Linked DNA regions of Sus scrofa: all the other regions are linked to region 1. Evidence: chromatin contacts called from public Hi-C, HiChIP or PLAC-seq and promoter capture Hi-C data. All regions are on one chromosome and are shown on one strand. The core of a region is the stretch at or near the end of the contact, and the rest is flanking DNA. Distances in the headings are between cores, read along the strand shown.

Region 1 (2,700 bases), core at 99-2,598:
CTGGTGCCCCTATACCCAGTTTTATCTGGATATTGTGGCCTCTTACCTGCAGTCCATCAGGGGCCCACAACGCCCTGCACACTCCTCAGCATCTGCCACATCCTCTTGCCAAGACCCAGGCCCCACTGCATGTAGCAGGTGTTGCAGCTCAGTACCCGGGAGCACCTGGAAGTCATTTAAGGGCGAGCGCTGCCCTGCAGGGTGGATATTTGTAGCATCATGTGAATATCAGCACATCCACACTTTATTCATTCAGGAAATCAAACTGCATGGCCTCTCTCATGGATCCTGTGGGTCCATTCAAGGGTCAAACCCCTGTATGGGGTGGGAGAAGCAGGCCCACACATGGTAGTTATCACTAGTACGCTTGTTTAATGGGCAAGGCACTAGGCTCAGATGTAAAACATATACTCTACGAGAGTAGCAGGTGATGGTGCTTGCCCTATGGGGCTTGGCTCCTCTCATTTCTCAGATAAGAATGGTAACGGTTGGAGTTATCATACTAAATAGGCGGAAGCCAAACCCAAGTATTCTGACTCCAAGTATAGGCTCTCATCAGGGTAAGGGCATCTGCTAGAGGGTTAGATCAGTCTTATGAGAGATTACTGCCTGCGTGTGTGGTCCTAACACTGCCTCAATGCTGCAGCAGACTTTTTTTTTAGGGACACACCTGCAGCATATGGAAGTTCCCAGGCTAGGGGTCTAATCGGAGCTGTAGCCGCTGGCCTACACCAGAGCCACAGCAATGCCAGATCCAAGCCGCATCTGCAGCCTATACCACAGCTCACGGCAATGCCAGATCCTTAATCCACTGAATGGGGCTAGGGATCGAACCCACAACCTCATGGTCCCCAGTCGGATGCCTTTCCACTGAGCCACAATGGGAACTCCTGCAGCAGATGTTTTAGTGTAGGCCAGAATAGGCAGTGTGTTTATGTGTTCCTGGGGCTGCCCAGCTCTGCTCAAGAAGCTAAGGTTGCTCACTGCTCCATGCCCAGTAGGAAAGTAAGTTTCTGGCTGGAATAGCGGGATGGGCCTAGGGCCAACCCCTTTCTGAATGCAGGCGGGGATCAGGGCTGGGGGTGAGGGGGAAGAGCACTTACCAGGGGCCCCTGAGCACTGCGTCAGAAGCAGCAGGAGTGGGAGCCACCCCATCCTCCTGGCTGGAGACTGCACTGTGACCCACCACAGCCCCATCCGGGAAGTTGTGAAACTAGTCCCTACGGGATTGGGTGGCTCTGGCTCCACACCCCCACTCAAGGCCTGCTGGGGCCTGACCTGAAACCCAGTGGCAGGAATAGGGGTGGTGCCAGACCTCAGGCCCCCTAGGTGAGGTACAAGTGTCTTCGCTCTGGCACAGCTAGCTCCCAAGAGGCCTCCCTATGTAGTGGACAGTGTTGGAAAGGTTTAATGGGGACACCTGAGGTGCTGGGGCTGGGGAAGGGCAGGGGCATCCCTACAGCCTAGGCTGCTCTGAAAGGAAGAGCAGTGTGTATGGGGTTGCTGCCAGAGCCGGGTTCCAGCCCTCAGCCCCCAGCCCCCAGCATAAGTGGTGATATTTAACTTTTCTGAGCCTCAACTTTTCTCCTGTAAAGTCAAGTTCCCTACCCAACCCCCTAAGCAGCTTACCCCTTTTGCTGACTTAGCCCCAGCTGGAGGCAGGTCGACCCACACCCCTGGCAGCAGAGCCCACCGAGCTCCCCTTGCTCTGCCAGAGATGCTATCCCAGGGAAGATGAGCGAGGTCATTTGTCTGGCCTGAATGGAAGTGAGGCTGACAGGTACCAGGGACCCTGGGAGGAGCAGCCTTTCAGACGTCCGAGGGGACCTCTGGGCTGGGCCTCCAAATACCGGTAGGAGTTGAGGTAGGAGGCCAAGGTCTCCTAGGACTCAGCGTGGCGACAAGACTGGGCTAGGAGCGCCTCCTAAGTAGACGAGGGTCGGAGGCATTTGGGCAGTGAGGCGGTTGGGCAAAAGGCAGGGGCCGGGACATTCCAGCTGGAGGCTGCAGGTGGCGCCCTCTGGCGGAGGCCGGGCGCGGGCCGATGCGCTTGCGCGGCAGAATCGCGGTTTGGCCCTGAACGGGCGCCGTAGGCGAGAGGCTGGGCGGATGTTGTGAGCCGGGACGCCACGGCCGAGGCTGGGGGTGAGTGAGGGGCGACGGGGGCCCAAGAGGGGCGGGTCCCCGCAGCTTCCGTTGCGGCCCGGCCAGTCTAGCATGAGGGTGCTTCCCGTGCAGGGGGTTGCAGCCCGTGGTGCAGGACTCTAGGCTGGAGCTGGCCTGGAAGAGCCTCTGGAGCTTGAGGCCGGGCGGAGACGACTTCGGGAAGAGAAGCGCTACCCTCGCGTCCTTGGGCTCCTAGGTGGGGTCGGTTTGGTTCTGAGCCCTGATCCCCCGGCGGGGCTGACCAGGGTCTACGTGGCAGGGACCCCCGAGCCAAGCCAAGGTCCACCTCTCACCTGTATCCTCAGCACCTGACACCCCGAGTGGATGTCTGGAAGGTTTGCTCATCAGATCAGTGACCACGTCTAATCTGTCCTGCACCTGCTTTGGTGTGAGAGGGCCAGTGGTGGGCATCAGGGCGAGAGTCACTTTCCCAAGGGGCAGGCGTGGTGTGCACTGTGAGTGGGCAAGGGTGTGTGGCAGGAGCTAGAGGACCTGTTTAGGGTGAGATAAGAAAAAGGAGTGCTGTCTAAGGCA
Region 2 (2,700 bases), core at 21-2,520, 460 kb after region 1:
CCCCACCCTGGCATGTGCCTTTCCTCCCCTTGGCAGAGCCAATGCCACAGATTGCTTCTCCATCAGGTTTTTCCTGAGCTGCTTTTAGAGCTAACCTGGCAAGAGCTTTCCTGTCTAGAGGAAAAGACAGGCGCACCCAGAGACACTGAGGCTGTGGCCATGCAGTGGGGTGATGAAAGCAGCTGCAGTAAGTACAGGGAGAGCTGGTTCTTCCTGGGGGCTCAGGCAGGATTCTCAGAGGTGACCTTTCATTTGGGCTTTGAGGAACAAGTGAGAGTTCGCCAAGGAGGTGGGACAGGAACGTGTGCGGCCAACCAGGCAGTGGGGGATGAAGAGGCCAACTGGGAAGAGGAGCAGGTTGGGAGGATGTCAGGGAAGCCAGCTGGGTGCGAGACAGGTGCTTGCAGTGTGTCCAGGGAGCTGGTGGATAAAGATGCTAGGCTCTGGGGAGGACTGGGTTGGAGGTGAAGATGGAGCTCCACTGTAAAAGAGGGTCTGGGAGTTCCCATTGTGGCGCAGGAGAAACAAATCCAACTAGTAACCATGAGGTTGCAGGTTCAGTCCCTGGCCTCGATCAGTGGGTTAAGCTGTGGTGCAGGTCGTAGATGTGGCTCAGATCTGGCATTGCTGTGGCTGTGGCGTAGGCCTGCAGCTGTAGCTCTGATTAGACCCCTAGCCTGGGGAACCTCCATATGCTGCAAGCGTGGCCCTAAAAAGCAAAACAAAAGAGAGAGAGAGAGAGAGGGTCTGGGGTTTCTGTGTAGATGGTGTGCCAGGGGAGGTGCTGGCATGGTGAGAGGAGCCTACCTAGCTGGAGGTTGAGAAGATGTGACTAAAGAGGGAGGAACAGAGCAAAGGGCTGCCGGGACCCTGGAAGGAGGGTCTGGGAGATCCTGGGACCCTAAGTTCTGCCTTGTGTGTTTAGCAGTTTCTGGAGATGAGGGAGCAGAGGCAGGGGGCCCGGCTGAAGGCTGAGATAAAACTTCCTCCACCTTCCACTCCACGTGGCTGCCCCCAGTGCTGCAGCTATGTGGATGGATATTCCCTCTGGCCTCTGGCAGAAGGCGCCTGGTACCTCTCAGAGCCCCGTAACGGCTGCCAGATGTCCAGCCACCTCGGGCTGGGTTGGGAGATTCGGCAGGTGGCGGGAAAGGCCTCCGAGCTGTGTTTGCCCTGGCTGGGGCCCAGGCCTAGCATCAACAAACAGGCAGCCCCTCCCCCAGCCTGGCCACAACTGGCCCGCCCAGGGACCCCACATCACGCTGCCTTGGTGCCTCCCACAGCAGCCCAGCCCAGCCAGTCCCTGCTTCTTCCAGTTTGGATTGAGGACCCCAACACCCACATGATGAGTGACCTTGAAGCCAGGCCTGGCTCCTCAGGAACTGCCAGTGGGAACACCCAACCCTTGGCAAATGGCTTCTGTTAGCATCCAGGGTATCTGGAGATGGGAGGTGGGGGCAGATTGAAATGCTGCTCAGCGCCTCTCCTATGTGACTCTGTCCCACCGGCAGTCCTCAAGGCCCTTTGGAAGGTAAGAGTCTTGGGGTCTCTTATAACCAAGGTAAGCTGTGATCTGGGGATTACACCAGCTCCAGATCAAGAGGGAGAGCCAGTCCCTTCCTGTTTCTCAGCCATCAACAGGGAAGGAGCTTGGGTAGTTTAGGTTTTCAAGGATGCCACCATCCTAATGCCTTTCTCTTTAGTCCTCCCAGGCCCCTGGCACTCTTAGCCAAAGCTGAGTCCCCTGCCCTTTGCTCACAGCTTCCCCTTCACCCACTCCCTGAAGCCAGGGGAAAGGACAGAGCCATTTCGTGTAACACAGAGAGAAACTGAGGTGTGCTAGGGCTTGGCTGTGGTGGTGCCATGAGTCAGGAGGAAGAGAATTCTGGAGTCCTGACTCCGAGGGCAGGGGAGGGTTGTGGTTCTTTCCCAACACCGGGGAGGGGGGCATACATGAGACAGAGACTAGCTTGGCTAGGAACAGCAGAGGCCATGGATTAATCGGATCAGAGCCAGTGGCTGAGAAGCAAGTGACACAGCTGTTCTACGAACACCCCCGCCCCAATTCACCCCCAAGGTCAAGGCCTCCCCCAGCATCCCTGAAGGGGGGGCCTTAACACCCACCACCCACCTCTGAGCACCAAGGCCTTAGGGGAGAAGCAGGCAAGGGTGGGATAGGAGCTTCCTGCCAAGAACCTGGCCACCCTAGAAACCCCTTCCCCAAGGCACCAAGTCCCAGGCCTCACTGCCCATGGGCAGACACAGCTGTCTCCTATTCCTTAGAAATAAGGAAAGGGGGCATGGCCAGGGGGATCCAGGCAAGGCTGAGCACCAGCCGAGCCCGGCTCCACCCCTGTCCTCACTGCCCCAACACTTGTCTACCCGCAATCTCTTCTGAATATTTGGGAGTAAAGATAGAATTGATATAGGGAATGTCTGTCCTCACCCTATCCCACCTCTGCTTGGGAAGGGCGAGGCAGGCAGAAAAGAAGTCCCTTGTCCTGAGTGATGTCTGAAAATCCCCCACGGAAGGCACCCTTCACTGAGGCCCTGCTCCCACTCCTCTTGGTGAAGAGCCTCTTCTGGCTTCAGGGAAGTGAGGGCAGAGTCTTTCGGGGGTAAAGGGGGCAACTCAGAGACCTCGGAGAGAATTTGCTTTGGACTAAAGCATTTCCCCCCCCACAACATGCAACTGAGCCT
Region 3 (2,700 bases), core at 98-2,597, 310 kb before region 1:
CTCTCATTTGAGCTCCTCCTTCCCATCCCAGCAGCGCTCAATGCCCAGTAACTTGCTGACCAGCCCCAGCTGGGATCTTTTTTTTTTTGTCTCTTGTCTGTATAGGGCTGCACTCAAGGCATATGGAGGTTCCCAGGCTAAGGGTCTAATCAGAGCTGTAGCTGCCAGCCTATACCAGACCCACAGCAATACCAGATCCAAGCTGCATCTTCGACCTATACCACAGCTCATGGCAACGCCGGATCCTTAACCCACTGAGCGAGGCCAGGGGTCGAACCCACAACCTCATGGTTCCTAGTCAGATTCGTTTCCGCTGCACCAAGACGGGAACTCCTCTGGGCTTTATTTTAGTGCCAGCCCAGGTGTGTCACACCTCCATGTATAAAAGCATGCTCTTCCAGCCTATTTGGTGATTGTAAAAACAAAAACCTGCCAAATTCATAGTACTCTGACAGGGATCCCTGCCCATTCTTTATAAATCCATGCTGTGTTCTCTTGGGGAAATCTATAGCCAGTTCCAGTATTTTTTTTACCCAGTATTACCCCAAAGTTAGAACCTGTATGAAAAGACTGATCAAGATAGAAATGCCTCTTTAAAAATAAGCTGCTTTTTTTTTTTTTTTTTTTTTTTTGCTATTTTTTTGGGCCGCTCCCGCAGCATATGGTGGTTCCCAGGCTAGGGGTCGAATCGGAGCTGTAGCCACTGGCCTACGCCAGAGCCACAGCAACGCGGGATCCGAGCTGCGTCTGCAACCTACACCACAGCTCACTGCAATGCCAGATTGTTAACCCACTGAGCAAGGGCAGGGACCAAACCCGCAACCTCATGGTTCTTAGTCGGATTCGTTAACTACTGCGCCACGACGGGAACTCCGAAAATAAGCTTGTTTTAAATAATGTTTGTAGAACGACATTGAGACAGAATAAGGAAGTCATCTGATACAGGGGTAATTGTGCAAGAAATGCCTGAATCAGATGAATTTTATCTTTTTTTTTCAGTTCTATGGAGGTATACTTGACAGATAAAATTGTAAAATATTTAGTGTGTACATTGTGATTTAATCTACATATATATATTTTATCAGATATTATGTTTTTAAAAAAACACCAAAAAAAAATTTAACAGCAGCATTTCTGGAAGAACTACTAAAATGGAGGCTCTGAACCTATTGGGAAACAGAAGGGCTCATTCCCTTTTCAGAAGACCTGTGGCCTATATGCTGCTGCCTGCCCCCAGATCAAGCGATGTCCTGGAGGCACTACTACCAAAGGCCAGGACCTCAGGCAGGCTCACTGGGATTCCTTCACTTTTACTTGTTTAATTTGAGCTGCTGATTCACAATGGGGTGGAGTGGGTACAGGTCAGAGCCAGTAGCAGTTGTGTGGTTGTATGAGAAAGAATGTGTGTGTGTGTGTGCTAGGGGAAGATGTCTAGTTTCTTGGGTAGGAAGATGCAGTGTTAACTGGCTTTATTCTGAGTCTTCCTGAAAAGGAGAGGGTTGGTATGGACAGTTGAAGGGGGCAAGCAGCTTCAAGTCTGAGAAGGAATATTCACCAGCCAGGGTCAGCCACATGGGAATCTCAGAAGTTCCCTTTTCTGGCAGCTCAAGGCATAAACTGAAGAAAAAAAAAAAAAAAGTGGGCATGGAGGGGTGAGTCACCAGGCACCCTGAAGGGAAGAGGTTGGTATCAGTTCAAAAAGGCCTGTGTTCCCACTCCAGAGCCAACAACAGAGTGTGGCTTGGGCCACACTGACCCTTTACAGGAAAGAAGAGAGTTGGAGCAGGAAGGCTGTCCTTATGGGTTCAGCTAAAGGTCATTGAGTAAGATCCTAAATCCCCAGACTTTCCACGTCAACAACTCTGGAGGCTGGTTGTGGATATAGATTTTAACAAGCCCTCAGGTGATTCTCAGGCATTATATATTAGCTCCTAGAACAGGACCTAGTCCATTTGGGGCACAGGCTGTCTTGTTTCAGCTCTAACTGCCCCCCATCCCCCCACCCCACAACAACAAATCTGTACTACATTTGCTAAGGAACACTCAGTCTCTCAGTCCACAAACACTTGTGCAGATAACCGTTTTTATGAAATGCCCCTTCCCTTGGATCCTGACTCTATCCATCTACCTCTTTGCCACCTCACCCAGGATTGTGAGTCAATAGGATTTCGAATAGGTTTAGGCCCCCAGGTCTTCTTGCCGTTCTCCCCAGGTGAGACCTTATCCCCTCCAATGGCTACTTACTGACCTCTTGACTAGAACTTTGTCTCTAACCCAAATTCCTTTTCTGAGCCTCTTGTAAGCACTTGCCCCAGATATCTCCATCTGGATCTGAGCTCATCTCCTTCTTGCACCTGCTTCTCCTTGTGTTCTCCATTTGTCATTGACGCTAACTTTCCACCTCAGGCCCTGGCACAATGAACTCCTTGCCGGTCTGCCCTCCTTCAGCTTCTTCCTTGGCTAGTGGCTTCTTTATTATTATTATTATTTTGTCTTTTCAACGGCCGCACCTGAGGCATATGGAAGTTCCCAGGCCAGGAGTCTAATCGGAGCTGCAGCAGCTGGCCTATACCACAGCCATAGCAACACAGGATCCAAGCCACGTCTGCGACCCACAGCATAGCTCACAGCAATGCTGGATCCTTAACCCACTGAGCAAGGCCAGGGATCGAACCTGCATCTTCATGGATACTAACTAGT
Region 4 (2,700 bases), core at 58-2,557, 360 kb after region 1:
TTTTGTCCTGAGTAACTGGAAGCAGGGAATTGCCACTCACAGTCCAGGGAAGGCTGTGAAGGAGACAAGGTTGGTTTTGGCTGTTAACTTCGAGATGCTCTTAGAAAGAAGACCAAGCAGGAGTTCCCGGTGTGGTGCAGTGGTTAATGAATCCAACTAGGAACCATGAGGTTGCAGGTTCCATCCCTGGCCTTGCTCAGTGGGTTAAGAATCTAGTGTTGCAGTGAGCTGTGGTGTAGGTTGCAGATGCGGCTCAGATCCCACGTTGCTGTAGGCGGGTGGCCATAGCTCCTATTAGACCCCTAGCCTGGGAACTGCCATATGCTGCAGGAGCAGCCCTAGAAAAGGAAAAAGACAAAAAAAAAAAGAAAAAGAAAAAGAAAGAAAGAAAAAAGGAAGGCCAAGTAATAACTCTTAAAATAACCCTGGTATATAACTTCCCTGAGCCCTTGCCTTAGACTAATATTAATGGAATGATATTCTGGACTGCCTTCAAGAATAGTCTTCAGGAGTTCCCGTTGTGGTGCAGCGGAAAGGAATCTGATTAGGAACCATGAGATTTCCGGTCCCATCCCTGGCCTAGCTCAGTGGATTAAGGATCCCGAGTTGCCCTGAGCTGAGGCCTAAGTCGCAGAAGCAGCTCAGATCTGGTGTTGCTATTGTAGGCCGGTGGGTACAGCTCTGATTAGACCCCTAGCCTGGGAACCTCCATATGCTGCGGGTGTGGCCCTTTAAAAGACCAAAAAAAAAAAAAAAAAAAAAAAAAAAAAAAAAGTCGTCTTGAATTTCCCGCGGGACTCAGTGGTAATGAACCCAATAGCATCCATGAGGATGCAGGTTCAATCCCTGGCGTTGCTCAGTGGGTTAAGGTCAGCAGGTTAAGCATATGTTGTCGCCTTGAACTGTGATGTAGGTCGCAGACGGGGGCTCGGATCCCACATTGCTGTGGCTGTGGGGTAGACCAGCAGCTGTAGCTCCGACTGGACCCCTAGCCTGGAAATTTCTCTATGATGCAGGGTGGGGTCCTAAAAAAGAAAAAAAAATCTTAATTTCCATAAACCTCAATTTCCTCACTTGTAAATGGGTTTAATACTCACTTCCTAGGTCATTAAAATAAAAATATATTATTTGTAAAGGTTGTGGCCCAATAATCTAATCTACTTTTCAATGATGCAATAGGCAATCAACCTATGTTCCTTCTCTTAAAGCCAGATTAATCGTGATGGTTTACATCCTATCAGTGAAAGCAAACTGTACTCTCTAAGACCTTTGTAGCCAAGGCAAATAATTACTTTGCCTAATAAAGGTGAGAGTTCTGCAAAAGACAGATTGAGGACTTGGCGGTGGTTTTGAAGAAAGAGAAATACGCAGGAAATTGACACTGGGCGTAGTTAAGTGACAGGCTGCCCTAGCGACCACACTTCCCAGCAGCCCTCGCTCAGCCAAAAACCTTCTGGATTGGACTTCTCCTTAGGAGGCGGGGGAGGAGGGGAAGGGATAGGCGCGAGGTACTGTGGGTAGGAGACGGCCTTCGACGGAGGCGCCATTTTGTGAAGCGGTGGACCCTGCTGCAAATCTGGAGCATAAAACCGCTACTGCTGCTACTTCTGTCTTTCTTGGGGGTAAGTGCGGCATCCACCCGTAATGACTGGAAGTTTCTGCTCTTGGGGTAGACTCTGTAGAGCCTTCCTGTCAGCCGCGGGCGGCGGCCCATCAGCCCCAGCCAGATCTCCCGAAGGGCTACCAGAGGCTTTGGAGGGCCGCGCCCCTCCTCGCCACCAGCGTTGTCAACTTTCAGAGGGCGTTCTGCCGCCCAGTTCGAGGCCCGCTTCTTTCGGGCTTTGAGTGTACCCCTACCGGGACGTGTTTCTGACTCCCCAGCTGAACTGAATCGTCGTCTGTTTCGGGTACTTCTCAGGGGCGCCCTGGTAGTCTCCAGCCGCCATCGCCCCGCAGCTTCGGTGAAAGCTGTTAGGTGAAGGCTGATCTTCGGGCTGGGAATCTCTTGGGGGAAGGCGCGTGTGCAGGCAGGAAGAGAAAGCAGGACGCCTGAGTCGGTCTCGCAGGCCGTGGCGCCGCCATCTCAGCCGCGACACCCCACGGAGGTGGGTCCGGGCACTGCCCAGGCGATCAGGGGCTGCATCAGAGATTATACCCAATGCCTTGTTTCTCCCAGATGGTTCTTTTCCATTTATTAATTCAGCAGATGTTCTTTGAACAGGCGCCAGGGACGGCTGTAACTAGTTTCTCGGACCTTACACACATCGAACGCCGTCTAGCTGTGTGATGTTGTATCACTCCCTGTGCGCCGCGGGGCCAGGCTGGCAGCCTCTGGGGTGGTTATTGTTACCTAGGAATTAAGTCATGTCGAGGTTTGCTCTTGTCTGATTGAAACAGCTTTGGACCAGCCGTTGCGTTATAAATGGAGTAGATTTCAGTCAGCTCAGCATCGGGTTTCTGAAAGATTTTAAGTTTTTTATCAGTAATTTTTAAACTTCATTTTGCTCCTTTTATTAATAAAGATACTTTGATTAATGTTTTAACTACCCGGTTGGAGTTGCCTTGATCCAGAACACAGAGAGCTGATTGCAGCTGTGCCCTTTTTGCATTGTAATCCTAGAGTAGGAGCAGGAAATGAATCTTCTGCTTGCATCATTTTATGGGTTTGTTATGAATATGGAATGTGATATTTTAAAGTAT

Evidence for each region. Promoter capture Hi-C pulls out the DNA fragments that hold promoters and counts their contacts. Hi-C and Micro-C count contacts between places; a contact is called where the count stands out from the background. HiChIP or PLAC-seq counts read pairs in DNA pulled down with a chosen protein or histone mark.
Region 2: a Hi-C map of embryonic fibroblasts shows a contact between it and region 1, with 2.0 times the contacts expected there. The contact joins the promoter of SLC38A3 here to the promoter of MST1 in region 1. A contact is called at or near these places in 1 of 5 promoter capture datasets (fetal skeletal muscle), 1 of 47 Hi-C or Micro-C datasets (embryonic fibroblasts) and 1 of 2 datasets of contacts at active chromatin or transcription factors (skeletal muscle).
Region 3: an H3K27ac HiChIP or PLAC-seq map of alveolar macrophages shows a contact between it and region 1. The contact joins the enhancer-like site here to the promoter of MST1 in region 1. A contact is called at or near these places in 1 of 5 promoter capture datasets (fetal liver), 4 of 47 Hi-C or Micro-C datasets (heart right ventricle, mesenteric adipose tissue, retroperitoneal adipose tissue and 1 more) and 2 of 2 datasets of contacts at active chromatin or transcription factors (alveolar macrophages and skeletal muscle).
Region 4: a promoter capture Hi-C map of fetal liver shows a contact between it and region 1, with 2.2 times the contacts expected there. The contact joins the promoter of RBM5 here to the promoter of MST1 in region 1. A contact is called at or near these places in 2 of 5 promoter capture datasets (fetal liver and fetal skeletal muscle) and 1 of 2 datasets of contacts at active chromatin or transcription factors (skeletal muscle).

What each region holds. Positions count from the first base shown.
Region 1 is chr13:32,218,697-32,221,396 of Sscrofa11.1, forward strand. It overlaps MST1 (hepatocyte growth factor-like protein), which reads right to left and starts at 1,349. Exons shown (of 16, transcript XM_021068776.1): 1 at 1,104-1,349; 2 at 47-194. The coding sequence starts at 1,197. All of the region lies in intron 1 of RNF123 (E3 ubiquitin-protein ligase RNF123), which reads left to right.
Region 2 is chr13:32,681,861-32,684,560 of Sscrofa11.1, forward strand. It overlaps SLC38A3 (sodium-coupled neutral amino acid transporter 3), which reads left to right and starts at 1,271. Exons shown (of 16, transcript XM_005669590.3): 1 at 1,271-1,531. The coding sequence starts at 1,445.
Region 3 is chr13:31,910,189-31,912,888 of Sscrofa11.1, forward strand. No RefSeq gene overlaps it. Among named protein-coding and RNA genes, the nearest start is that of GPX1, 5.8 kb to the right of the region's middle. Within about 2 kb of position 1,348, at least 22 of the 83 cell types and tissues checked have an H3K27ac peak or open chromatin away from gene starts, as enhancers often do. A contact at or near this core is called in alveolar macrophages, retroperitoneal adipose tissue and subcutaneous adipose tissue, where this site is marked.
Region 4 is chr13:32,578,473-32,581,172 of Sscrofa11.1, forward strand. RBM5 (RNA-binding protein 5) reads left to right here and starts at 1,308. Exons shown (of 25, transcript XM_005669588.3): 1 at 1,308-1,622.